Linked DNA regions of Mus musculus: regions 1, 2, 3, 4 and 6 are each linked to region 5. The links are chromatin contacts, called in public HiCAR-type, HiChIP or PLAC-seq and promoter capture Hi-C maps. All regions are on one chromosome and are shown on one strand. The core of a region is the stretch at or near the end of the contact, and the rest is flanking DNA. Distances in the headings are between cores, read along the strand shown. Region 1 has its middle 140 kb from the start of Gm33015. Region 2 holds the start of Fancf (Fanconi anemia, complementation group F). Region 3 has its middle 220 kb from the start of Gm33015. Region 4 holds the start of Slc17a6 (solute carrier family 17 (sodium-dependent inorganic phosphate cotransporter), member 6). Region 5 holds the start of Nell1 (NEL-like 1). Region 6 holds the start of Ano5 (anoctamin 5).

The links. Promoter capture Hi-C pulls out the DNA fragments that hold promoters and counts their contacts. HiCAR-type assays count read pairs that join an accessible place to other places. HiChIP or PLAC-seq counts read pairs in DNA pulled down with a chosen protein or histone mark.
Region 1: a promoter capture Hi-C map of second pharyngeal arch cranial neural crest shows a contact between it and region 5, with 8 times the contacts expected there. The contact joins the enhancer-like site here to the promoter of Nell1 in region 5. A contact is called at or near these places in 5 of 39 promoter capture datasets (the 3T3-L1 cell line, the HPC-7 cell line, cranial neural crest and 2 more), 1 of 484 Hi-C or Micro-C datasets (embryonic fibroblasts), 2 of 115 datasets of contacts at active chromatin or transcription factors (embryonic forebrain and embryonic stem cells) and 1 of 9 other capture datasets (embryonic stem cells).
Region 2: a HiCAR-type map of astrocytes shows a contact between it and region 5, with 6 times the contacts expected there. The contact joins the promoter of Fancf here to the promoter of Nell1 in region 5. A contact is called at or near these places in 2 of 39 promoter capture datasets (cranial neural crest and second pharyngeal arch cranial neural crest) and 1 of 115 datasets of contacts at active chromatin or transcription factors (astrocytes).
Region 3: a contact with region 5 is called in an H3K27ac HiChIP or PLAC-seq map of VIP interneurons, with 21 times the contacts expected there. The contact joins the enhancer-like site here to the promoter of Nell1 in region 5. A contact is called at or near these places in 8 of 39 promoter capture datasets (the 3T3-L1 cell line, cranial neural crest, embryonic stem cells and 4 more), 1 of 484 Hi-C or Micro-C datasets (cortical neurons), 3 of 115 datasets of contacts at active chromatin or transcription factors (SST interneurons, VIP interneurons and stem cell-derived neural progenitor cells) and 1 of 9 other capture datasets (embryonic stem cells).
Region 4: a contact with region 5 is called in a promoter capture Hi-C map of embryonic stem cells, with 5 times the contacts expected there. The contact joins the promoter of Slc17a6 here to the promoter of Nell1 in region 5. A contact is called at or near these places in 11 of 39 promoter capture datasets (the 3T3-L1 cell line, the C10 cell line, cranial neural crest and 6 more), 2 of 484 Hi-C or Micro-C datasets (both in embryonic stem cells), 4 of 115 datasets of contacts at active chromatin or transcription factors (astrocytes, embryonic forebrain, embryonic stem cells and 1 more) and 1 of 9 other capture datasets (adipose tissue).
Region 6: a contact with region 5 is called in a promoter capture Hi-C map of liver, with 6 times the contacts expected there. The contact joins the promoter of Ano5 here to the promoter of Nell1 in region 5. A contact is called at or near these places in 7 of 39 promoter capture datasets (cranial neural crest, embryonic stem cells, hippocampal neurons and 4 more), 2 of 115 datasets of contacts at active chromatin or transcription factors (embryonic forebrain and stem cell-derived neural progenitor cells) and 1 of 9 other capture datasets (embryonic stem cells).

What each region holds. Positions count from the first base shown.
Region 1 is chr7:51,298,422-51,301,909 of GRCm38.p6, reverse strand. No RefSeq gene overlaps it. Among named protein-coding and RNA genes, the nearest start is that of Gm33015, 140 kb to the left of the region's middle. Within about 2 kb of position 1,554, at least 16 of the 459 cell types and tissues checked have an H3K27ac peak or open chromatin away from gene starts, as enhancers often do. A contact at or near this core is called in second pharyngeal arch cranial neural crest, where this site is marked.
Region 2 is chr7:51,860,275-51,864,098 of GRCm38.p6, reverse strand. Fancf (Fanconi anemia, complementation group F) reads left to right here and starts at 1,832. Exons shown (of 1, transcript NM_001115087.1): 1 at 1,832-3,522. The coding sequence starts at 1,845. The coding sequence ends at 2,876. It also overlaps a transcript of Gas2 not described here.
Region 3 is chr7:51,219,651-51,223,642 of GRCm38.p6, reverse strand. No RefSeq gene overlaps it. Among named protein-coding and RNA genes, the nearest start is that of Gm33015, 220 kb to the left of the region's middle. Within about 2 kb of position 1,667, at least 4 of the 459 cell types and tissues checked have an H3K27ac peak or open chromatin away from gene starts, as enhancers often do. A contact at or near this core is called in VIP interneurons, where this site is marked.
Region 4 is chr7:51,620,375-51,624,099 of GRCm38.p6, reverse strand. It overlaps Slc17a6 (solute carrier family 17 (sodium-dependent inorganic phosphate cotransporter), member 6), which reads right to left and starts at 2,270. Exons shown (of 12, transcript NM_080853.3): 1 at 1,380-2,270. The coding sequence starts at 1,465. It overlaps Gm33136 (a long non-coding RNA gene), which reads left to right. Exons shown (of 4, transcript XR_003946771.1): 1 at 1-1,353; 2 at 1,866-1,992.
Region 5 is chr7:49,973,202-49,976,930 of GRCm38.p6, reverse strand. It overlaps Nell1 (NEL-like 1), which reads right to left and starts at 1,581. Exons shown (of 20, transcript NM_001037906.2): 1 at 1,488-1,581. The coding sequence starts at 1,542.
Region 6 is chr7:51,508,658-51,512,424 of GRCm38.p6, reverse strand. It overlaps Ano5 (anoctamin 5), which reads right to left and starts at 1,396. Exons shown (of 22, transcript NM_177694.6): 1 at 1,175-1,396. The coding sequence starts at 1,190. It overlaps Gm33190 (a long non-coding RNA gene), which reads left to right and starts at 1,439. Exons shown (of 5, transcript XR_001778128.2): 1 at 1,439-1,508; 2 at 2,403-2,571.

The DNA.
Region 1 (3,488 bases), core at 305-2,804, 1.3 Mb before region 5:
GTTGCCTACAGTTCTTTGTCTAGTGTTGGTGCTACACGAGATCTCCTTCCACGTTAGCATGTCTACTGATGTTGTCCTTGTTAAGGTCCTTGACATTTCTATGAGATACAATCTTACAGCAGGATTCCTGTTCTTATGACCCTTAACTTTTTTTTTTAAATTTAAGTCTGTTTGTGCATGCATGTGCGAGAGAGAGAAAGAGAGAGAGAGAGAAAGAGAGAGAGAGAGAGAGAGAGAGAGAGAGAGAGAGAGAGAGAGAGTTCATGTAAACCTAGGAGTGTATGCAGAGCCCAGAAGAGGTGTCTGGTGATCTTTTATCATTGTTCACTTAGTCTGTTGAGACAATCTTTCCCTGTAGGCTGTAGGCCACAAGTCCCGTGGACTCTGTTGTTTCTGCTCCCTGGAGAATACAAATAAAGCACCTGGGTGCTGGGACCCAAACTCCAGTCATTGTGATTCTAGAGCAAGTGCTCATAACTTCTGAGCCATCTCTTCAGCCCAATTCTCTGCTTTCCTGATGCTATTGCCACAGACACTGTTCTGTTGAGGTTTGGTCTTTTGTTGTCTATTGCAGTGCTAAGTGAGGGCCTTCAGAACCTGGTTGTCCCAGAGAAGAGAGAGTTCACAGTTTGACCTTGTCCCCAAATTATTTTTGATTGGTAAATAAAGATGCCAACAGCCTATAGCAGGGCAGAAGAGACATTGGTGGGGTTTAGGTTTGGGGGGCTTGGGATCAGAGGAGACCATGAGGAGAAGTAGGTGAATGGAGGAGAGCGAAGCCACCAGGGGTTAAAAGGAGGAAGGAGAAGTGGCCACAGGTTAGGAGTCAAGAGAACCCTGAGGGCTGCTCAATTGGAGTTAAGAGCAGCCCAGATGAAACATAATAAGTAATAATTTAGGATTATCTATAGGAAAGCAGATTCCAATAGCACAGCGGCGGGTAAGCAGCTGCCCAGCTTTTATACTGTTTACAGCTTATTGTAAATATAAAGGTTGTGTGTGTGTTTTTTTATCCATGAACTAAATGGTCAAAGGTGGGGTAGAATCCCTGGAACAGGATTAAATAATTTCTACAAACACTGCTTAGCTGCCAATTCTGCTATTTTTTTCTTCGTGTTATCAGTCTAACCATCTTCCAATGATAAAGATCCAAACTAGAGAAGCCAAGACCCCAGGAAAAGAGATGTCCTTGATCCAACCATTGTAACATTGTGGGGTAGTGTATTGGGAGGCAATCTTCGAGCTGACTTGAAAAGTGAGCTGAACAGCCTACTTCTGATGCCGGGGGAGTGAGATGCAGGCTCTGGCAAAGTTTTCACCAATCACAGCACATGCCTTTTTTTCACCAATCACAGGCCCTCTGCTGGGCCACCAGGGCAAGTGTTCCTCATCTGGAGGTGGGAAGATAGTCACATGTTAATCAGGGTCATCTAGAGTTCATGGAGGTTTTCTTGCTTATGATGCTGCAGAGCCAGCTGTCGTGTTTGGAACGTGTTCCTGGTGCTCTGCAGCTGCTAGAATATCCTCAGTATGACTATAAAATGAGCAGAACAGCTGGGCTGCAGGAGGTCAGGCCAGGTGGTTCCCAGCAGAGGCACTACCCAGCTGACAGTTCCCTATTCTAGGCTGCCCAGCATTAGATAAACACCAATCAAATGGCCCCACTTCTGACTTTAGTCACTCACAGAAGAATTAAGAGCACGTTCATAATAAAGACTCAACACCGAAGCAAGAATTCTAAAAGCACTTGACAATACTTGAGAGTATTTAACAGAACTGAGCATTGTCTAACTCCTGCCTTGTGCCCACAGAGAAAAGGCCCCTCTGATCTAGTCTATCTAGAAGTAATGCCTTCTGTTGCTTAGAGCACTTAACTTCCGCTTGCATAGCTCAGAATTCTGCTTTTTAATTTCTTTGATGATGTTGTTGTTTTTTTTTTTTTCACACAAACCTTATGTTAAGCCATCAAAGCAGGATGGATGTACAACTCCAAGGTGACTAGATAACACTGATGAGCACCAAAGATTCTTGTCCAAGAATTCATCTTAAGTGAAAACTGAAGCAGAAATTGAAATCCAGTCTCTTCATCGCTAGCCTTGGGCACTTTCTGTCATATTAGGAGAGCTTTTTTGTGGGGGGAGGCGATTCAAATGCTTCTAGGAAACATTTCCTTCATTTAGATACTGAACGTATGCTCACAGGCTTGAACCTGATGTGGCTACACATGAGATCAAGTGTTAGTTATCAATTCCATTTCTCTCTCTCTCTCCCCCCTCTCCGTCGTCTCTCTCTCTCTCTCTCTCTCTCTCTCTCTCTCTCACACACACACACACACACACACACACACACACATAGACACATACACGTGTGATTTTGAATAATTCAGCCTAATTTACTATATTCTGCACACACCATCCTGGCTTTCAACAATATCTGCTCCTTGATGTCGTAGTGTGATTTCTCATCCGGGGCATTGGGGAAATTAACCAAGCTTGCCTTTGGCATTGACCATTGATAGTGTGCACTGTCTGGGAATCACATTTACACTCATTCCCTTCAGGTCTAAGCTGCCTGTTCCTTCCCACTCCTCTCAGTCTAAGGTAGAGAGATGAATCAATGCAAAACTCAAATGATCTTTATCAAAAAGCTTTCAGTGTTTGTTGTCCCTCTTTACACTTCCCTGACCTCCCATCCCCTATCCTTCCTGTTCCATTATTTCTTTCTCTGCCTAACTATCTCTGTATTCTACGTCCCATCATTTGAAAGAGTCCCTCCCCTCCCATAACCGCTTACTAACTCCCTAATTTCTATGGGTATTCCAAATAAAACACACATCAAAGCTGATATCCACAAAGGAAAGAAAACATCTATTTTGGTCTTTCTGAGTCTGAGTTACCTCATTTAGGATGACTCTTTGTGGTTCTGTATGCTTAGCTTTGGATTTTATAATTCCATTTTTGTAATAAATAAATAATATTCCATCGTGTAAAGCACCACATTTTTATTACCCATTTGTTAGTTGATGGACATCTAGGCTGTCTCCTCTTCCTGGATAGTGTGAGGAGAGCAGCAATGGATGTAGATAGATAAGCAGTATCTCTATAGTAAGATAATCCTTTGGGTATATGCCCAAGGTGATACAGCTTGATGTTGCTGTGAATCCATTTCTAGCTTTGTGAGAAACCTCCGCAATGATTTCCACAGTGACTGCACCAGTTTGCACTCCTAACCACAGTGAATAGGGACTCTCCTTACCCCACTCATAACCATGGTAGCATCTGCTATCATTTGTCTCTTGTTCATTTGTTTTATTTTTCATTTAGGCCATTCTGAATGAGGTAAAATACTATCTTGAAGTATTTTTAATTTAATTTTCCCTCATGGCTGAGACTCTATGGAAACTATTACTGTAGTATCTTTCTAAAATATCCATAAACAAGAACAGGTTAAATGGAGACACCCTATAACAGTGGACAGAACTTCAACTA
Region 2 (3,824 bases), core at 583-3,082, 1.9 Mb before region 5:
CCTACCCCAGTATGTCACATATATGGCTTCCATCTTCTCTAGAGTCCTGAGGGAAGCTCTTGGTGAAAGTATCTTATGTTAGTTGTTTATGTTGCTCATTCCTGTGTTTGAATGAAATGCTATTTTAATAAAAGTTTGCTAACACTGGGCTTCCATTTTCTGTTCTTATTTACTACATATTGGGGATTTGCAGAGTGTGACCAGCAGGTGGAAGGTTGATCCTGGCATTCTCAGCATACAGTATTCACATATTACACTGACATTTTAACTTGTGTGATTCCTCTCACGTGATTTTCCACTATCCTCTGATGGTGCAAGTATTTGTGCAGCCTAAATCAAAGATCAGTCCATATAGCCTTTCAGTGCTCTCCTATCCATTTCCAATTGGTCTTTAAAATCACCATACCTGGCACTTTAAAATTACACAAAATCTGATTTGAATTACACTTACATGGGTTGGGAATCCTCCCAATGTCTGCCTCAAGTGCATAGGTTTCTTGAAATTAAAGTGTTTATCATCTTTCAGCCTCTACATAGATTGTTCCAAATTAAATGGAAAACTGGTTCGAAATCCAAAGTGCATTCTTCTGATGGGAAACTGTCGGAGGGATGCATAGCTACTTAATAAAAGATGGCTACTGTGAAACAAATAATTACTCACTGTGGTACTGAGATTTAACATAATATTGGTTTTGAAAAGGTGAGCACTGGTGAAGTTTCTCTGAACTGTCCCAGCCACTTGGAAATGAAGCTGTTTTGGACTTCTTTCTCACCCTGGATTAGATCTGGTTTTCACTCTGGTGGCTTAAGACTTATTAACGGTTCCCATGGCCTTGAAGCATTTCCAGGTGTATTCTTTGGGCATTCAGTTGAAAGGAAGGTTTAATGGGGCTTTCCCTAACATCTAAGATCTAGTGACTCTTATTTTTGTCTACCGCATTATGAAGTTGAAGTCTCTCTAAGGAACATTAGTGTTTCCTGTGGGACAGGGAAGCTTTAACTACATTTATCTCAACTGCGCCAGTCCTGTCCTTCACTGGCTATCACATCACGTGACTTAGTATTTAGTAAGTGGATGAACCAGTGACCTCTGTAATTCCTAATAGCTACCACCTGAAACTTTAAAACCCATCACACAGACTAAAATAAAATCACAAGGCCAAACACTATAGTCTGGGCTAATGGCTAAAAACTAAACAAAACTGGCTTAACTATATGTTCTGATAAGAATGCCCAGAACTATTCAGAGTCTAGCATAAATGTGTAGATTAATTTTGAGCTTAAACTTTCATTTATTGCATGGCTAGTAAGCCTCAGGATAGTGCTGCCAGTCACTAGGTTAGTCGAGGCAGGACTGCAAACTGAAAGGCTGCTTGCACAATTCAGTGATAGGTTTCCTCAGAATCAGTAAACAATATAAATAAGGAAAAAGGAAAAAAGCCCGGGAACTCACAGCACAGCGTGTGAGGGTCCTGGTTCCACAAGTACCAGGGAAACGGGCCATTTAAGAGCTTTGAGTTCGCAAGCAGATCACATCCGCACTGCTAATAATGATGAACATGGGTCCCCTTTCGGGGAAGCGCCTAAATGTCTACCACTGGCATTTTTAAAACAAAAGAGCACATAAAATCCTAGCGCTCAAACTCGCACTCACGCGTCCTCTCCCAGACCCAGAGTAAAAGCTTGGGACTTTGCCCTAGTTCATTTTCAGCGCCAATGTGCCCCGGAAACCATGGTGCGAGACTGACACGGCCGTCGTCCAATGGCACAGCACGCTGAGGCGGGCGCTCACGCTCATGTCCAATCGGCTCGCGCCTCGGGATGTCAGGGCGGAAGCGGCCGCCATGGAGCCGCTTGTGCAGCAAACCGAGCGATTCTCCGAGCTGTTGGCCGTGTCGTGTGGGTCGCTGGTGAGCACGTGGGACGCCGAAAAGGTGCGCAGGGCGCTGCAGTGGGCGCGTTATCTGCTCCACGTGTACCGACGCTTCGCGGGCCGCGGCCGCGTGCGGGAGGCGCTCGAGAGGCGGCTCCCCGCGCGGGGAGGGCCGCTCGGGCTGCGCAGCTTCGCGGCGCTGGAGTCCGGGGACGCGCGGCTCGCCCTCCGCCTGCTGCGGAACCGCGCGCTCGCGCCCGCCGCCGCCCGCGCGCTGCCGAGCTTGCTGTTCCCGGGCCCCGCCGCGGACCACCGAGACGACGTGCCGCAGTCGCGCCTGGTCCTCCTGGCGCGCCGCGGAAGCGCGCTGCGCCTGCTGTGCCGCCTCGGCGGGGACGCGCCCAGGAGCGCGCTGCTGCGCACGCACGCGGAGCTGCTGGACGCGCGCCTGCACGAGCTGGGCGGGGCCGACTCCGCGGCCGCGCGCAAACTCCTGGACACGTTGTGGACGCGCGGGCCGCGGGAGCACGTGCTCGACGTGACTGCCGAAGCGCTGCTGCTACGCGAGGAAGACCCGGAGCCAGCCCAGGCCACGGACCCTGCGGGTGCGGATGAGACACAGAAACTACTGCGCTGGCTTCTCGAAAGTCCCGAGGTATTGGCCGCTTTTTGCCGCCATCTGCCAGCCAAGCGCCTGGCCTCCGTGGCGGGCTGCCACCACGCACTGTCTCGCGCCTACCTGGACCTGCTCACAACGTGGGCCACGCGGCTGCACTATGATCTGCAAAAGGGTGCCTGGGTCCCTACACAGATGGAGGACATGCCCTGGGAAGAGCTGTGCCTAAGGCTGCAGAGCTTGTGCCATGCCCAGCCATTTCTGCAGGAAGAGGTGCTGGTGACCCTAAGGTCCCGCAAAGCCTTGGATGGAGATTTCGAGGTTCCTGGGATGAGCATCTGGACAGACCTCCTGGTGGTGCTTGAGTGTGGGATCGTGCTAGAGTAGATTCTCAGTTCCCAGGCTGGGCATCTGGACAGACCCTGTCCCATAGAGGGAATAACAAGCATACTTCTCACCAAAGCCTCTATGCACAGCATCCTGCTACTTCTTGACTATGCAGTTTACAAATTGTCAGTGTTCTCCCCAATTCCCTATATACATGCTCCCAAAACCTAATTATTCAGGGGCCAATTTTAAATGGTTCATAATATAAATATATATAATATGCACAATATCTATAAATTTATATATTATATAATATGTATTATATAGAGATTGTTTTTGTTCTGGTAATGGACCCAGGACCCTGCCTATGTTAGTGTTCACCACTGAGCTACATCATTAATCGTGAAAGAATTCTTAAAGCCATCGAATTTTCAGCTTGTTTCGTATAAAGCTAATTTGTAAGAATACTAAAACTAGATTCACCCTAAAAAGAAAAGGCAGCTTTACGTTTTCCAAGAAGGGTACTTTTGTATGATTTACTTGGTTCCTAACACTCTTCAGTAGTACAAAGTTTTATTCAACCAGCAACATGTGGTAGCATCATGTTAACTTCAAAGCTGACTGGGCTAGAGTTAGAGCCCTAAACTTGCTTTCTTTTACCTGTTTACCAACCTATGTGTGCATTAAAATTGCATTGCTCAGAAAATTTTGTTCTTTGTACAAGTCACTACTCTGAAATTCAAAATAACAGCAAATAGTTTAAAGCATTTCTTGAGTACCCACTTAAGTGTTTAGAGCACAGTAAGTGTAAACATACCCCTTTGGGTTATATGATGAAGGGATCTAGTAAGTTAAGAGAATCGAGACCACTTCTGCCATTTATCAAGTTAATAGCCCTAACCTGGGGTCATCAGGTGTTTAAATGTCTGATTCTGGTTTTCCTCATGTTTGCTGGATGGAGACTATTTTGAGTATTCTCTGACTAAGAACCCAACTTTATTCTAGGGA
Region 3 (3,992 bases), core at 418-2,917, 1.2 Mb before region 5:
ATGGGTAATGCCCTCCAAATGTGATCCAGAACGAACCCTTTCTTCCTTAGGCTACTTTTGTCAACTATGTCGTCACAACAGTGAAATAAATGTAAATTGCTAATGCCTTCACTTACAACAACAACAATAAAAACAACAACAACAAAAACTACCAAAAGCTTAAAGATTTAAAAACCACGGGCAGATTGTTACATAAAAATCATATTACCATTGATTTGTCTCACATCACAGTTTATGAAGACAAATGAAGAAATGAAGAGGCAGAATATCATAGGGTAAATCAGGTTTACTGGAAGAGAGAAAAGGCTTTCATTCTTTCCAGGGTTACATTATGCCATTCCCAGTGACTTGTATTTCTCCAGCATATTTTTATTTTCACTGTGCTCAGAAACACAAAAGGCCAGCCGGTTTACCAGCAAATGATAATCTTGCTTGTCTTTTAGGTGCCACACTGCGTTAAGGTTTCAGCATGTGTAAACCTTTTTCAATTTCAACTCATAATCTTGATGTCAAATCTGTATGAGGGTCATCATTATACTCAGTATTCACCTGAGGACTCTGTTGGGCACTGTGAATCAGAGCAGTTGTGGTTATCTGTGCAAGATCAAACCACTCAAATTTCTAGCATAGATGTGAAGGTCTTCTATGTCTCCACCTATAGGAGATTTCTGTTGTCAGTGATGGGTGCTTGGGGTGGAAGAGAGAGTCTCTAACATTTTGGGGACTTGGCTATGGGTAGGTTGTCCATGCAGTAGATGGCTTGAAGATATGGGCAGCAGTAATCGAACTCAGGGCATCATTGATTACATAAGAGGATATGAAGCTAAGAAGGAGACTGAGTAAGAGGCACTAGGAAAAGTTTGAGAAAGGTAGTGACAGCTGGATATGATAAAAATATACTATATAAACATGAGAAATGAAAAATAAATAAAAATATCATTTAAAAATGAACTAGATTACCCAAATAGCATAGTCTGCACATCAAAGGCCAGGACCACTGTATGGGAAGCTCTCTTCAATGCACACTCTCCTTCCAGGATGCTGTAAAAAGATAGAAGTCTGTCAGTACCACACTGCCCATTCAGGTGAACATCAGAACCACCCTTGTTCCTCCCAAATAAAGTGTAGTCACCTAGGGACTACTCGAAGCTACTCATTTTGTAAGTGGTACTGATACCCATGAATCTAAATGATCATTAAGTGTCCCAAGTGCCTCTGATGTCTGACCAGTTCTGATGTGTTATATCTTCCTAAGGCAATGCTTTCATCTCCAGTTGACAAAGTAAAGTGTTCTTTATTTGGGCAACTTACTGAGATCATACTTTAAAACAAACAAATAAATAAACTCAAAAACAAAAGAAATGACTGGTGTATTAGTGTGCTAATGATTACCCAGCATACATAAAGCCCTGGGTCCCATCTCCAGGACCTTAAGAAATGAAGATCCTATGTAAACCAGTTCAGCTCTGCCATGTTTCTGACCCATTTATGGCACTGGGTGTTTGGGGGGAGAAATGGACTCAGTTATGCTCTCCTGTCTCACAATTGAGGCATGAGGTCTGTGAGGAACAAATAATTTGGAACTGCAGATTTACCATCTGCTTCTTGAGGCCTCAGGCTGTGCCTGGTCATGGCCAATTCTCTCTCCATGGTCCACCATCTGGACCTCAGGGCACTGTGCTTACTTGCCAGCTGCTCTGTGGGTTCCTAAAAAGGGTCATCATGGCAGAGTCCCATCATCTGCTTCTTCTCTGATAATTCACATGAAATAAATACCCTGAGTGTTAGGAAGTATCCTCGTTGCTGTGTTTCTAGCAACTACCCTGGTCTCAGACATTTTATGGTCTATTTTCTCCACTGACCACTCATCTGATTTTAACACAGCTTCTCATTCTATACCGAGCTCCTGGTTGATGTTCTAGCTTTCTCTTTGTGCTTCTCCATGGTGCTCAGACACACTTTTCCTGCTCTAAGGATGGGGAGCCTCAGCTCGATGTCCCTTCCTGCAGCTCCTTCACATTGCTGGAATCCTGCAGACCGCTCTACTTTCAACCTACATTTGCTGGTGGTAGCAGTGAGCTGTTGGTCATGAGATTTATGGAGCAGTTGGTTAGAAGCCCTTAAATCAATCTGGCTGTTTAAAACTGGAGGCTGCCTTTGGCAGTGACATTCTTAAGCATCTTGCTTGGCTGGTATTTTTAATTAACACAGCTAAATGCCTTGTGATATTAGTCCAGGCCAGCCGGACAGAATTAACAGAGAAAAGTGGGGACATTGACAAGGCTGAAGACCAGTATGGAAGAGTCTGGTCTTAATCTCATTGCCAGGTTAAACGGAGTTGCCCTAAATCCTTTACCGAGATCAGACTCGGAAACAGAAAGTTTTTAACTATCAACAGTATGATGCTCTAGGAAATGTGTAGAAATGAGGATTTTGGAAGCCAAAGATTAATCATTATATAGTGCAAACACATGTCAATCAAATATACTAATATCATCTAGCTTGATGGCCAATAACAGAATTTTAAATGACAAAGCATCACTGATGTGTGAAATCCTTTCTACAACCCTCGTTGGAGGTAAATACTATTGCTGTTTTTGGAGGGGGAAACTGATACTCAGGACTTGAAGTGATCTTTTGGGGACTAAAGATAGATTAAGATACTGTGAGCACAGACTGCACTGAAGCTGTCAAGATTTTACTCAGCTCATGTCATGCATTCATGTTAAGAAACTAGTCATAACCAGTAAACCAAGTGAGTAGTTAGGAAGTACTTCCTCAGTAAGGAAAAGAGGACAACTCTCAATCTGGTATATGTGACCTGTCCTACTGAGACAATGTGTCAGGGACATTCCATCTGCTGCAGTTGAGCAGCAGAGAACACCTCTCTTTGTGTTTCTTCTAGATGTAGACAAGCTCCAGGGTTTGCCCCAATGGGCTTTAGGGGGTATTTGATTTTAAGTAATAAAACCGAGGGGAGAGGGATGAGGCAAGAAATAAGAGGTTGTTGAAGGGCAGGGGAGACAAGGGAAAAGAAGGAAAGTGAAAGGAGAGGAGGAAAACGGAGAGGAGAGGAGAGGAGAGGAGAGGAGAGGAGAGGAGAGGAGAGGAGAGGAGAGAGGAGAGAAGAAGAGAAAAGAGAAGATGGTAGGAGAGGAGAAGTGACAGGAGAGGAGAATACTCTACATTCAGAATGGAGGACTCCTTGTCCCAGGCCTAGAGTCACACAGAGTGAAATATGTTGGATAACTCCCTCTTTCCTAGGATTATCCTGCCTCACACAGAAAGTTCATGAAAAACAACCTAGCATATAGCCTTGGAAAGTGCAGTGCTACTTAGGTAGAGCTCAATCGACTAGATCAGTTTCTGAGCAGATACTATTAATTCCTAAATTGCTGTTTTTTTTTAATATACACATCTCAAGCTAATGACTCTCTATAGGACATTTAAAGGCGAAGCTAGATATTTGTGGGTCCTGGTATATGCTTAAGTTAGAATACATGCTAACTGCTACCTGCATCTAAATTAACCTTTGGCTCATGGATACATCTGTCTCTCTGGTGTGGTCCTCATTTCCTATTATTAAAGTGGTGGCCACTGGAGGCTGGGCAAGTGTTTGAGTATTGTATCCTGGATAGCTTCACCTAAAACCTCTGTGATTCACCTTATTGGCAAAATGAGGATACAACTTGGCTTTCTTTTGTTTTATAAAAAAGGCAGGTATAACAGTATGTCTTCACTGTGTCCAATATGAAGTGTGCAGTATGGAATGAGCAATGTAACTGTGGAGTGTATTACTTTACACAGTTACCATGCTTTTGTTTTTGATTTTGCTTTTTATTTTTTTGTGTTGGAGTGGCTACAGTTAACATCTTCTATCCTCTTCAGAGGAATATATATCTTCACTCCCAGAGTCACCTGCCAAACATCAGATCTCTTGAAGATTATATTATATTTTATTTTACTAAATTTAATTAAACAATTATATTTAT
Region 4 (3,725 bases), core at 1,021-3,520, 1.6 Mb before region 5:
TGCTTACACACACACACACACACACAGCTGAAGCCTATGGAATTTTAACACCAATTCAAAGCAGGTATAGCATGGAACATGGCTGCCAATAAACTTGTATCTCTATTCCAAATTCTCTCAAATTCTACTGCAGATTAGGTCATTAAAGTGTGGCTGTGCATTGTGTGTGTTTATCACAGACATATAACCCAAGCACTAGGAACAAGGCAGTGATTTTCTTTTTCCTTCAAGGAAGGCATTTAACCAATTTGATCATTTTTTACTTGACTTTATACACCTGAATTTGTAAAGTTGAACTGTGCACCTGAGTTCCCCACCCCACAGTAGCCTCTAAGCAGCTGCAGGACTGCAGGGTGCTTGCTGCGGCATCCTTTGCCGCAGAGGAGCGTGATGGTGTATACTGAAGCCCACCAGAACCAAGCAGCTGGAAAAAAAGAGATGTACATTGGCCATCTTGTTTACAACTCTCATGGATAGCCAAGACTTCAGTTTCCAAATGTGAAAATGAATGTTTCTTTAAAAATCTATCTTCCTACCGTGTTTGCTGTCTCATTGATTTTGCTTGTATCATTGGCAAAAAGTAGTATTAATAAAAGATGTAATACATCTTTCAGGACCTGAATTCATGCAAAGCACAGTATGCTTAGTGCAGCAATTACAAGAAGGATAACATTTACATTTTTTTCTATTACTTTTAAAGTAATTTTGCGTTTACTATTCTGGTTCTTAAATCACTGTGAAATTTCCCACACAAGATACAGACTCCTAAAACATAGCAAACAAATTAAAAAAAATACATATACAATGTTTTAGATCCAACAGAGAAACATCAATGATCAATTATTGATATATTTTGATCCTGTTTCATTCAATACAGAATTTCCCATGGGAGAGTTCTTCACTATGTTTTTGCAGCTAAGGTCTAGATTCCTTTTCTTTCATTTGTCTTTGAAGTTTATTTTTAAAAAGGGTTTTGGCTTTTGTTATTCACTTGTTTGGATCAAAGGGATTTTATTTGTGAAATCTATAAGAAAACAAAGACAGGCTTTATGAGCAGGTGCTGAACGAACATTTTGGAATTGCAAAGGAGGATTAAGAACTGAATTGGAGCACATGAGAATCCCCAGGTAATGAAACAAAATCACACACACACACACACACACACACACACACACACACACACACACACGACAGGTTCGTTTAGTGTCACATTCCTGCATTCATAAGCAGGTTTCCAGTGGAACCTAGCTTCAGCAATGAGCAACAAAAAGACTTTCCCACCATGTTACAATCTTTCTAAGTAATCAAGCTTTTCAGAAATGGCTTTGCAGATTCTGTCCAGATGAGTCCCAGGTAAGCATGGGGTTGCAGTCTCTTACCTGTAGATCTGTCCGAGGGATTTTCCAGCAAAATTCTTTATCCCCTCTTTCCCCGGGGCCAAAATCCTTTGTTTTACCGACTCCATTCTTGTAAAGACTGGTGTCCAGCCTTACCAGATTTAAATTGTTGTGGCTATGAAAGACGGATTCTGCGCATAGTCTTAGTTGGTTAAGGTAGAGCTTTTTCTTCTCAGCAGAGGTGAGCTTTCCAGCAAGGCTGTGAGTTGGAGAGGGGAGGGAGGGCGAGAAAGAGAGTACAACAGAATAGCTGCATGCAGCCCACGGGTTTCCTAATAGGAGAATTGGTACACACAGTCACAAAGTCTCATTGGAAGGGGAGGATCCGGTGGCCGAGGGCGCGCGCAGTGCCGTGGTATTTGGGCGGGTGCTGATGAGTCCCTGTTCTGGAAGTCACCTCACCGAAAAACAACGTAAATTCCCGGTTTTGAAGTCTTATCGCAATCAAATCCGCTGTCTTTTAATCAGATTGACCAGAAACGTCATCGAACCCTTGTGTAAGGAAAAAAGCAAAAGAACCCTACTGTCTAAAATGGTGACTTTGCTGATCAGAGCTCATAGCTCTCAGAACCCTTGGGAGCTTCCTAGGCCTCAGGTGAGCGGCTGCTGTTAGCTTCCTGCCTTAACATGGTCTCCTCCCATCGCGCCGGCGTAATTGTGCTCTGCGGCAGAGTGGCAGAGTGGAATTAAGACTGAGAATGTTAGCTGATCTTTGCGAACGTGAGTGAATAACAGACACACAGCTGTGGTTTAGGCAGCGCCGGGGGAGACCTTCCATAAAACCTGACCGCTCCCGTCAGTGCGCGCGGCGCAGTTTAGCATTTCAGGACCACGGACAGAGGAAGCTAAGGAACCTTGGCTGCTGCTTTTGGCTAACCCGCTCGCCAACTTCCTAGGGGAGCTGGGCGGATCGCCCTGACCAAGGGCCTTTCTAGGGCTCTTCAGGAACGGATGCTATGGAAACCAAGTAGGGAGATGTCATCGTCTGCAGAGTTCTCAGGAGGAAAGCTGCATTTGGCTCTGCAAGGGAGGAGGGCTTTATTAAACACTGACAAGTTACTCTGCTTGGCCACCCGTTGCCCAGCATGTACATACTAGCTCTGACAGCATGGTGAAGAAGCAACACTGCAGAAGCTTCTACTTTAGGTGTGTGGTATCCAGGTGAACACCTGGTTCCCCTCCGATATAAAGCTTATGTTTATGAGATGCATAATAATATTGCTTGTGTATTTGATTCAACCCCTAAGACGAACAAGAAAGGATGCAGAGAGAGAAATGGAAGGAGACAAAAAAAAAAAAAAAAAAAAAAGAGGTGGGACAGAGAAGGAGGAGAGACAGAGAGATAATGACAGCTGTAACATTAGTGCACTTTCCGAATAAAGGACAGGCAGTCTGAAATGAATTCTTTGGAATTCTAAGTTTCTTTAATTAACTAATGCACAACACAATACTGAATTATTTCTAATTACAGGTAAAATTTGTACCTATAACTAAGCTTGTTAGCGAAGAGTAACTGATAATGTTTTAAAAATTTATTTCAATATATTTACACTCTATTTAAATTTTATTTTTCCCTCCTTATGACACCTTTTCTTAAGAGGGAGGCTATTTTTGCCATTGTTGCTTGTTGGGTTTTGAGAGATGGTCCTACAAGGTTTTCCATCTTAGTTGTGTATAATACCATTGAACCTATATCATTAAGCAAAACAATTAAATTGTGCTGAATTAATGTGAGTTATTTCGCATGGACCACAACCCTCTTAAGATGCAGTCCAGGCAAGTGCTTACGAAACAGACTGTCCTTGAGCTACATCCCCAAGGTTAAACCTTGGATGCTAGCTAAATCAACCAGGGGAGTGCGTTTTACATAGGGACTATTGGATTACATCCCAGAGGTACGGTGCAGAGTCAAATAAGAATGTTCTCTGACGATTTCAAATGATATGTGGAAAAAAATTTCCTAAAATAGAGAGATGAAAAAAAATCACAAATAGCTAAAACCCTTTGCAATTGTTAAATCCAAATCCAAAGCCTATAAAATTGTATTTCATTAAGAAGTATGGTTGAGCAAGAATACCACGATTACATTCCTGTTATTTTGGGACATATGCATTATGTGAATGTTATATATTATATTACGTATATACTTTAAAAACCAGGAAGCCATCTTCAAAAATATCCCTGGAATGCCACAAAATTGAATGCACTTCCATAGGAGATAGAGTATAAAAGAAAAAAATATAGGGTACAAAGGAAAAAAAAAACTCATCAAATTGTTTCATTGCAAAATTTCCAGCTCCTTAGGACTTGTTTTACAAGAGCATTTGT
Region 5 (3,729 bases), core at 332-2,831:
CCATCTGTCTTCTCCCTATCTTCCCTTTCCCTGTAGGATGTCCCCAGCAACACTCTCCTCCTCCCCACCGGTAGCCCAGCACTAGTAGGCCATGTCCTCATCTTCCTGGAACTAGTTCTAATTGCAAGGAGCAACTGTAGTAAGCGCCACTTAGCCTTGGGTCTATTGGCTGCGAAGGGAGTTCCGGAAAGACACTCAGGTTCTTTTGTCCCTAGAGAAAGGTTTCCCCGTCTCACTGGGATTAGGCAAAGGAAAACCTTAGTCCACTTCGGTCCTGGGAAGTAAGGGAGGGGAGGCTAGAAGCTCACAGACCCCTAACTGCCTGCCAAAGTGGGGAGTCTGGGGCATAAGGGATGGGAACTTTTTAAGTCGACTAAAGAAGGGGTGTGTTCCTCAGTCCTCTAAACGTAAACCAGCTGTCTGGCTTGGGAAGGAGACTGAACCTCTAGAGTGGGGAATGAAGGTACTGGAGGGCCGCCGACATGGGGACAGGGAATGCCTATGCGTCCATTCTAGGGATCCGAAGTCTGTGGGCAATGAATCTGATGTCTGGCTACCAAGAACTATCTCTTCCCCTGTCTGCCTTGTTGATCTGCTTCCTACCCTTCCTAACCCCGCCCCTGCCTCCTGACAACTACTGCAAGCTTGGTGAAGTAGGCTACATTCTTGAACCCCAGGGACCCGGAGTCAGGGAACCCCGTGGAAGAGGAAAGAGTGGAGTGCGCCTCAGGGTCATCACAACCGCACCTCCAGCAGGCAGATTCTATAGGGACTTGGTCATCAGGCCAGTTTCCTTGGCCCCGGGTCCCACCCCACAATCTTGGATGACAGCAGGAGGAACACGGTTTAGAGGTTGAGAAAATCTTCTGTCGTCTCCACTGGTCCAATTTACCTCCTAATAATTGTTCGCTTAGTTGTTTGGGCAGGGAGCTGACAGGAGACCACTCCTGGAGTTCCCTCTGGGAGCCATGTGGGAACCACGGAAGAGCTCGCGGGTCCCCCCTTTCCTCGCAGCCCTCTCCCGTGCGCCGTCTGGCTCCCCCGGCTCTGGCCGCGCCTGCCTGCCGCACGCGCTCCCTCTGCGGGTGGAACTCCCGCGGCTCGGGGACACCCTTGGCCACCGCACCCTGCAAGTTCAAGGATGTAGGATCTCTGGCCACGCTGCAGCGGGTTCTGACTCCTTAGAACCGGGAAGCTGCTTGCTAGCCACACAAGGCTGCGACCACCCGGCCGCACCCCGCATACTGAATGCCCGCTGCTGCGTCCCCGGGGAAGAGAACACTCGCCCGGGCATCTTTTCTAGCGCTTTTACCCCGAGCTGTGCTGGGCAATCAGAACCCAAGCACTCTGCTGCCCTTCTCTAGCCCGTCAGAGATAGGTTCCGAGTCTCTCCTAGACAGAGTAATCCCGGGTTACAGCAGTCGGGAGCAGCACTATCATCACCACCACCTTCCCCCAAATCCCGCTTAATGCCCAGCCTTGCTTACCTGTCCTGGCGGTGCACACACAGAACCACAAAACTAAAATCACATCCATCGGCATCGCTCCGGAGGCCCCCCGCCAAGCAGGGCGCACCAACGCCAGCAAGAAACCAATGCTTCAGAAAGCCGCGGCTCTGTGGGCTCGAAGCGGCCAAACTTACTAGCGGGCGGCAGGGGAGGTGGCTCGGCGGCGCCCGGGAAAGCAACCCCGACTGCCCCGCCCCCAGCCCACCCTCCACCGCGGGTGGCGGTGGCACGGGGCTGGGGCCCTAAACCCTGCTGCAGCTGCGCTCCCCCTGAGCTAGGGCGGGAGCGCGGGGCTCCGCCACTCCCGCAGGTTGCCCTGGGAGTCTGTGCGGATTCCGCTCGCCTCCTGGACTCCGGAGATGCAAGGATCCCGGCTACCCGCGCCTCACGGCTTCACGCCCCCGCCTCTGCCACTGCGCCGCGCTGCGGGCTGCCCAAGTTGCAACAGTTCATCCAGGCCGGGTCCGAAGCCGCCCAGCCTGCGTGCGTGGGTTTTGTTCCCTAGGGGAACCAGACCTAGGCGGTGTCGAGAAGTGCTCCCAGCACCTCCTTGGGAAATAACTACTACCGATTCGCTCCAGCAAGTGGGTGGGGAGGAGCAGGTGGGGGCGGAGGAGGGGGCAGGGGACGGATGATGCCTGAGTCCCCAACCGCCACCTGTACTTGCTGTCTAGTCCCAGCCAAAGGCTCTTGTGACTGGATACTAGCTTTTAAGAGTGCTGGTTGAGGGTGTTGAGGTGGGAGTCCCTGAGCTTAGAGCAATCTATGGCTCGAATTTAAGAAGTGTTTGCTAGCTTCGTTCTACAGGCCAAATGCTGCCACATAGGGGAAGTTCTAAACCTTCTAAACCTTTTTTTTTTTTTTTTTTTTTTTTTTTTGGCTGTTGTGTGACTTTCTGGATGGTTTTCTCCAAAACCCGCTGTTTAGGTCTCGGTCTCTCTCTCTCTCTCTCTCTCTCTCTCTCTCTCTCTCTCTCTCTCTCTCTCTCTCCTTTCTTTGGAAACCCCTACTGGAACACCATTCTGTAGAGAGAAAAGCTGGGCTTTGCTGGCGACCAGTGGACAAGCAGAGGAGTCTCTCCTGTCTAGTGTACCCTCTGCTACTGGGGCCGCCCCGCTAGGGTCCCTGTACTGTGTGCTTCAGTCTATCTAGAGATGATGCAGTCACAGAACCTGAAAGGTCAGTACCTCCAGCTTACATGTTCATGCCATGTGACTCGAAGCCTCCCGCACCCCAGCTTGTCCTGTGGCTCCATCTATGGCTCCAGCTTCCCCCAACATCCAATACTACTCTGAGATACTTAAACTCATAACAACCTCCCAGATCCCAGAGGGGGGGGGGGGGAAAGAGTTCAACAAAAGAGCTCTGCTTTCTTTCCAGGGTTTCTCTCTGGCATTTGCCCATCCTCTGTGCTCCCAGGGCCTTTACTTCACATACCTTTGACCCCAGGAGTCCAGTGGGGGGTCACCAATTTAGTTGCACAGTTTATGAAGAGGAAAGGTCTTAACCTACATGGTCCTCTGACCTTGATCCTATTTTTCAGGACATTCTGTATACACCCCCTTGCCCATTTGCTCCCCGTTCGTACCTTCCCCGGCAGGTGAAGAAAGAAATCATGAAAGATAAATCAGCCTGAGAAGTACCCACTGCAATGCAGCTGAACTGGGCCATTACAGAGTGGATGTCAAGGCTTAACTCTCCAGCTTTTAAGAGTGTGTGTGTGTGTGTGTGTGTGTGTGTGTGTGTGTGCCCCTGGAAGATAGAAGACAATGTTGGATGCACTGCTGCTGAAATTACAATCTATTGTGACATGTGTCCTGGATCCTTGTGTCAACTGAACTTTATTTCAGCTCCCAAATATTTTCTTTGTTATGTATCTGGAGCTAGCCTTGAACCTTGAACCTCCTGTCCCTTCATCTCCTAAATGCTAGGGTTATATGTCTGGGCCACCTAGTTTATGTAGTGCTGGGGATGGGACCTGCTTCCTTGTGCATCCTGGGCAAGCAGTCTACCAACTAATCTGTCTCCATAGCCCTTTACTCTCCAAAATTCTCAAAATTCAACTTGGCCCCAGAGCAGACCCTTCCTCCTGTGTCTTCATTACAGAGTCGAGGCTTTCTCTTCCTCCTGGAGCATGCTGCACGTGATGCCAACATTAAAATCACACACACACACACACACACACACACACACACACACACCCCTTGCAGAAAACTAGATT
Region 6 (3,767 bases), core at 147-2,646, 1.5 Mb before region 5:
GGCCCACCTTGAGGCTAAATTTAATTGAGATGCAAATGCCTAAAAACTGCAATATTTCATCTCCATGTGGATGCAATGAAATATTCTTTATTACCCAGAAAATATCACATCATATGCATTTTTGTTTTATATTTTTCCTTCAAAGAAGAAATAGAAGCCACTGGTGGGATCAAAAACTGGGCAACACTTAGAACACAGTGAGGTCACTTTCCAAAGTATTCAATGCAGAGTGACTATGTGTTCCACAGACCTTCTGTGACAGAAAAGTGAAAACCAATGCTTAAACAATAACTTTCAAATGAATGCTTATTGCTGTGTAGTTTGTATTAGTATAAGTCAGGAAATCTGTTATATGTTCAGCGTTTGGCAAATGGATGCGTGCGGCTTCCTCCACAAGGGAATACTATATGTCAAATACAAGGAATGGTGCTGCACATGACTGAAGTTTAGAACATGCCAAGACAGAAGCCAGTTTTGTCTGAGAGCACGAACTTTTTGGCTCTACTTCCTTGAGTATCTGAGCTAAGGAAATCTACAGAGGCAAGCAGTACAAGTGCCTGTGCCTAGAAGTGGAGAATGGCTACATAGAGGATGATTAACTGACACGAGGAAGATGACATAAAATGACCCTGTTGAGATGGTCACAAAACTTTGTAAATACATAGAATCCAATCATTTTGCACTTAGCTGCTGACTTTCACGGGATGCAGATATGTCTCAATAAAAAGCTGTTTTTAAAAGGGAAGACATGATGCATATGCAGCATGATGGTGGCCCAATCCATGAAGCCCAACACTTGGGGGCAGAAGCTGACAGGAAGAACTCAGGGCCAGCCCCTAACTGGAGGATCGCCACCTGTGCAGGCTATCTTTGGAAAAAGCCACATTTCAGGAGCAGAATTCCTGAGCCAGGGACCCACACCAGGCCAATTACTCGGGGTCTGAGACAGATGTCCGGATCCTAGGAAGTCACAGGTTGTAGGTCCTTGGAGCACAGATGCATCAGGGGACATCGCGGGGCGCAGAATGTCTCCCATTACCTGCCTGGCAGGCATGGCGCAGCGCGGGGCTCACGACACTAAGAACGTTCCCGGGACAGAAACCTACAGCTGCCAACGTCCCCGCAGAAACCCCATGCGAAGAAGGTTCGCGCGCCCGCTCAGCGCCAGCCTTACCTTCCTGCTCCACCATCTCCAGCAGGTCGGGGTCACCTAGCTTTGCCAGCTCGTTGAAGGCATTGAAGGACCTCTGTGACAGGCGGCGGGATGACTTGGGGCGGAGGCTGAAGCGGATCGTCTGCCTCCTGGTTTTCAGCTCCGCCTCCGCAATCCAGCTGGAGCTCTCATTCTTTAAGCTGTCCGATTGCTGCGACTCCAGAGGCATCTGGAGCACCAGAGGCACTGGAGACACTGGGGACAGCCCAGGAGCCTGAGAAGAGGGAGGAGCTAGAGACGAGCGAAATTCCTGAGACCCGGGAGGCGCCATGACCTGGCGAGTTGCCTTGGACGGGTGAGGAGCCAAGGACGAGGCGCCCTGAGCCGAAGACTCCTGGCGGTTCCGCTGACTGGATTTCCTCTCCAGGTGGTACTTGGCCTGACTCTTGGAGCGGTCCAGCAGATTGGCAGTTAAGCTCTTGCGCTTCACTGCCCTTGAGTGATAGTGCTGCTCTGTCCCCTCCGTGTAGGGCTCTAAGTGGTGCTCCTGGTCCTGGCTAAGCTGGCTTGAATCCTTTCCTTGATCCTGCTGCCAGCCCAGGTGCTCCTCCAGGTTGTGTTGGCGAAGTTTCCGTTTCTTCTTGGGCCTTTCTGGCCCTCTGCCCTTCTCACTGATCTCTCCGGACAGCCCAGATTCCTCCCCAGTTTCAGACTCCACAACTTGCAGTATTGTCTCCGTTTCTCTTCTCTCCCTCGGGTTTTCCACCTGTTCCTCCTCAGAAACTTCCACAATCTCCACATACCTAGAGACTCTAGGTCTCACCACCCTTCTTGCCCCTTCTGGGACACTTAACTGGTGCACATCCGGGGAGACTTCAGGCCCCTCTACCCTCCTTGGGGCCTCCTCAGGGGGCCTCACCACAGCTACATCTTCGGGGGGTTCCTGGGCGTCCCCAGGCTCCCTTCCTTCTTGACTCCACAGCTCCATACTTAACAGGCTTAGAGCTTCCCGTTTCAACCGGTCCACCCACTCAAGGCAGGTACTCACAGTATACCATCTCCAACCCTTTCCCTCACATCCTCTCTGGTAGGCAGCCTCAGCCTACTAATAAGTCTGGTTGCCCAGGATTGTCTCGCCCTCCACTCAAAGTGAAGCTATCTAAGACAAAACCCTTTTCCCAGTTGGGGGTTATTTTCTGTCGGGTAAAAATAAAATCCACTTCCCTTAAGGCATCTCTCTCCCTTTAAGGCCTGAGCGTGACGTGGGTCTTCTCCAGGGTTTCAGAAGACTCTTGGCTTGTCTTGAGGTTCTTTAATGGACACTTCCTGGATGGAGAGTCAGGGGCATGTCTACCGTGGAGAGGTCAGACACCGTGGCCAAAATTACGAGTCAGTCTCCGTTTCTTCAAAGTTGAAAGGTATGGGCTAGTTACATATGAACTCATGATGCATGCGATAGTGGAAATGGAAATATTCTATAATTGTGAATGAGTAAGAAAACATCTTTTACACTCGATGAGAATAGTACCTTCTAGGGTTTGCGGGGAGCACTCCATGAGTGTGCTGGGAAGAATGCTAGAAATAGCCCACATCACCTTGAGCCTCACTCTGCCTCTTAACTTAAACAAAGAAGAGGAATCCCCAGCAAACAGATTGCTCTGAATTGGGCCGGGCAACCCCACAGTAACTAGGAAATAAGAATTACTGAAGGGGTAATTGTTGGGTGATAGACTGAAGATGGGGTGCTTGGACACCTGAGCCGAGCACTTAGGGAGTACAGGGGTCGTGACTCTGTTAAGGCATTTTGAAAATTAAGGAACAGATGACAAAAGAAAACTTGGCGCGTCTTGGTGGCATGGGTGCTGTGTGTGTCTCTGCTTCTCGAGGACTTTCTGAAACCAAGAATCACCTCTTAGAGATTCTAGCAGCCTGGGTCACTGCTTTTCTACTCTGTCAGGATTTTTTTTTTCCCTACTGAATTTCTTGCAACACCATGTGACCAAGTGATTCAAGACTGCAGAACAATTCTCTTGATGTATTTTGAAATTGTATTTGAAGAGTGGATGTTCATAAGGTGAGCAATGGATGTGCTTGCCTGTGATCAAAATTGTGACAGCACAGTTTAGTTCTTCTTCACTAACATCCTTTACAAGCTTCAGTTATCTCTTTCTGACAACACCCTTCCAGAAACACCCAGAGGTGGTTCTAAATACAGTCAAGTTGTCACTCAGGATTAACTTTTACACCATGTCGTTGTTATTTGTCCTAGCTAATTTATTTTCCTAAGATCAGCCACCCCGAGAAAAGACGACTGGGAGAAGACAGGCTTTCAATGAGCTGATAGGTTTAGTCCACCATAGCAGAAAAGACAGCGCAGGAACTTGAACATGTCACATCATAATGGAAATAAGGATAGCTTCTAAGAAAGGTCCATCTATTTCAAAAAAGAGATCTCAGACCATCTCATGGACAAGGAGCTGAATGTATGGTGGTAACCAAGAACAACTTCTGAGACTCCTTGGTAGTTGGGATAGGAGTTACAGGCTGACCTTTGAGTGTGGGAACAAAGGGAACATGGTACACTCAGCACATCCTCTTGAGATACTTGGAAGAA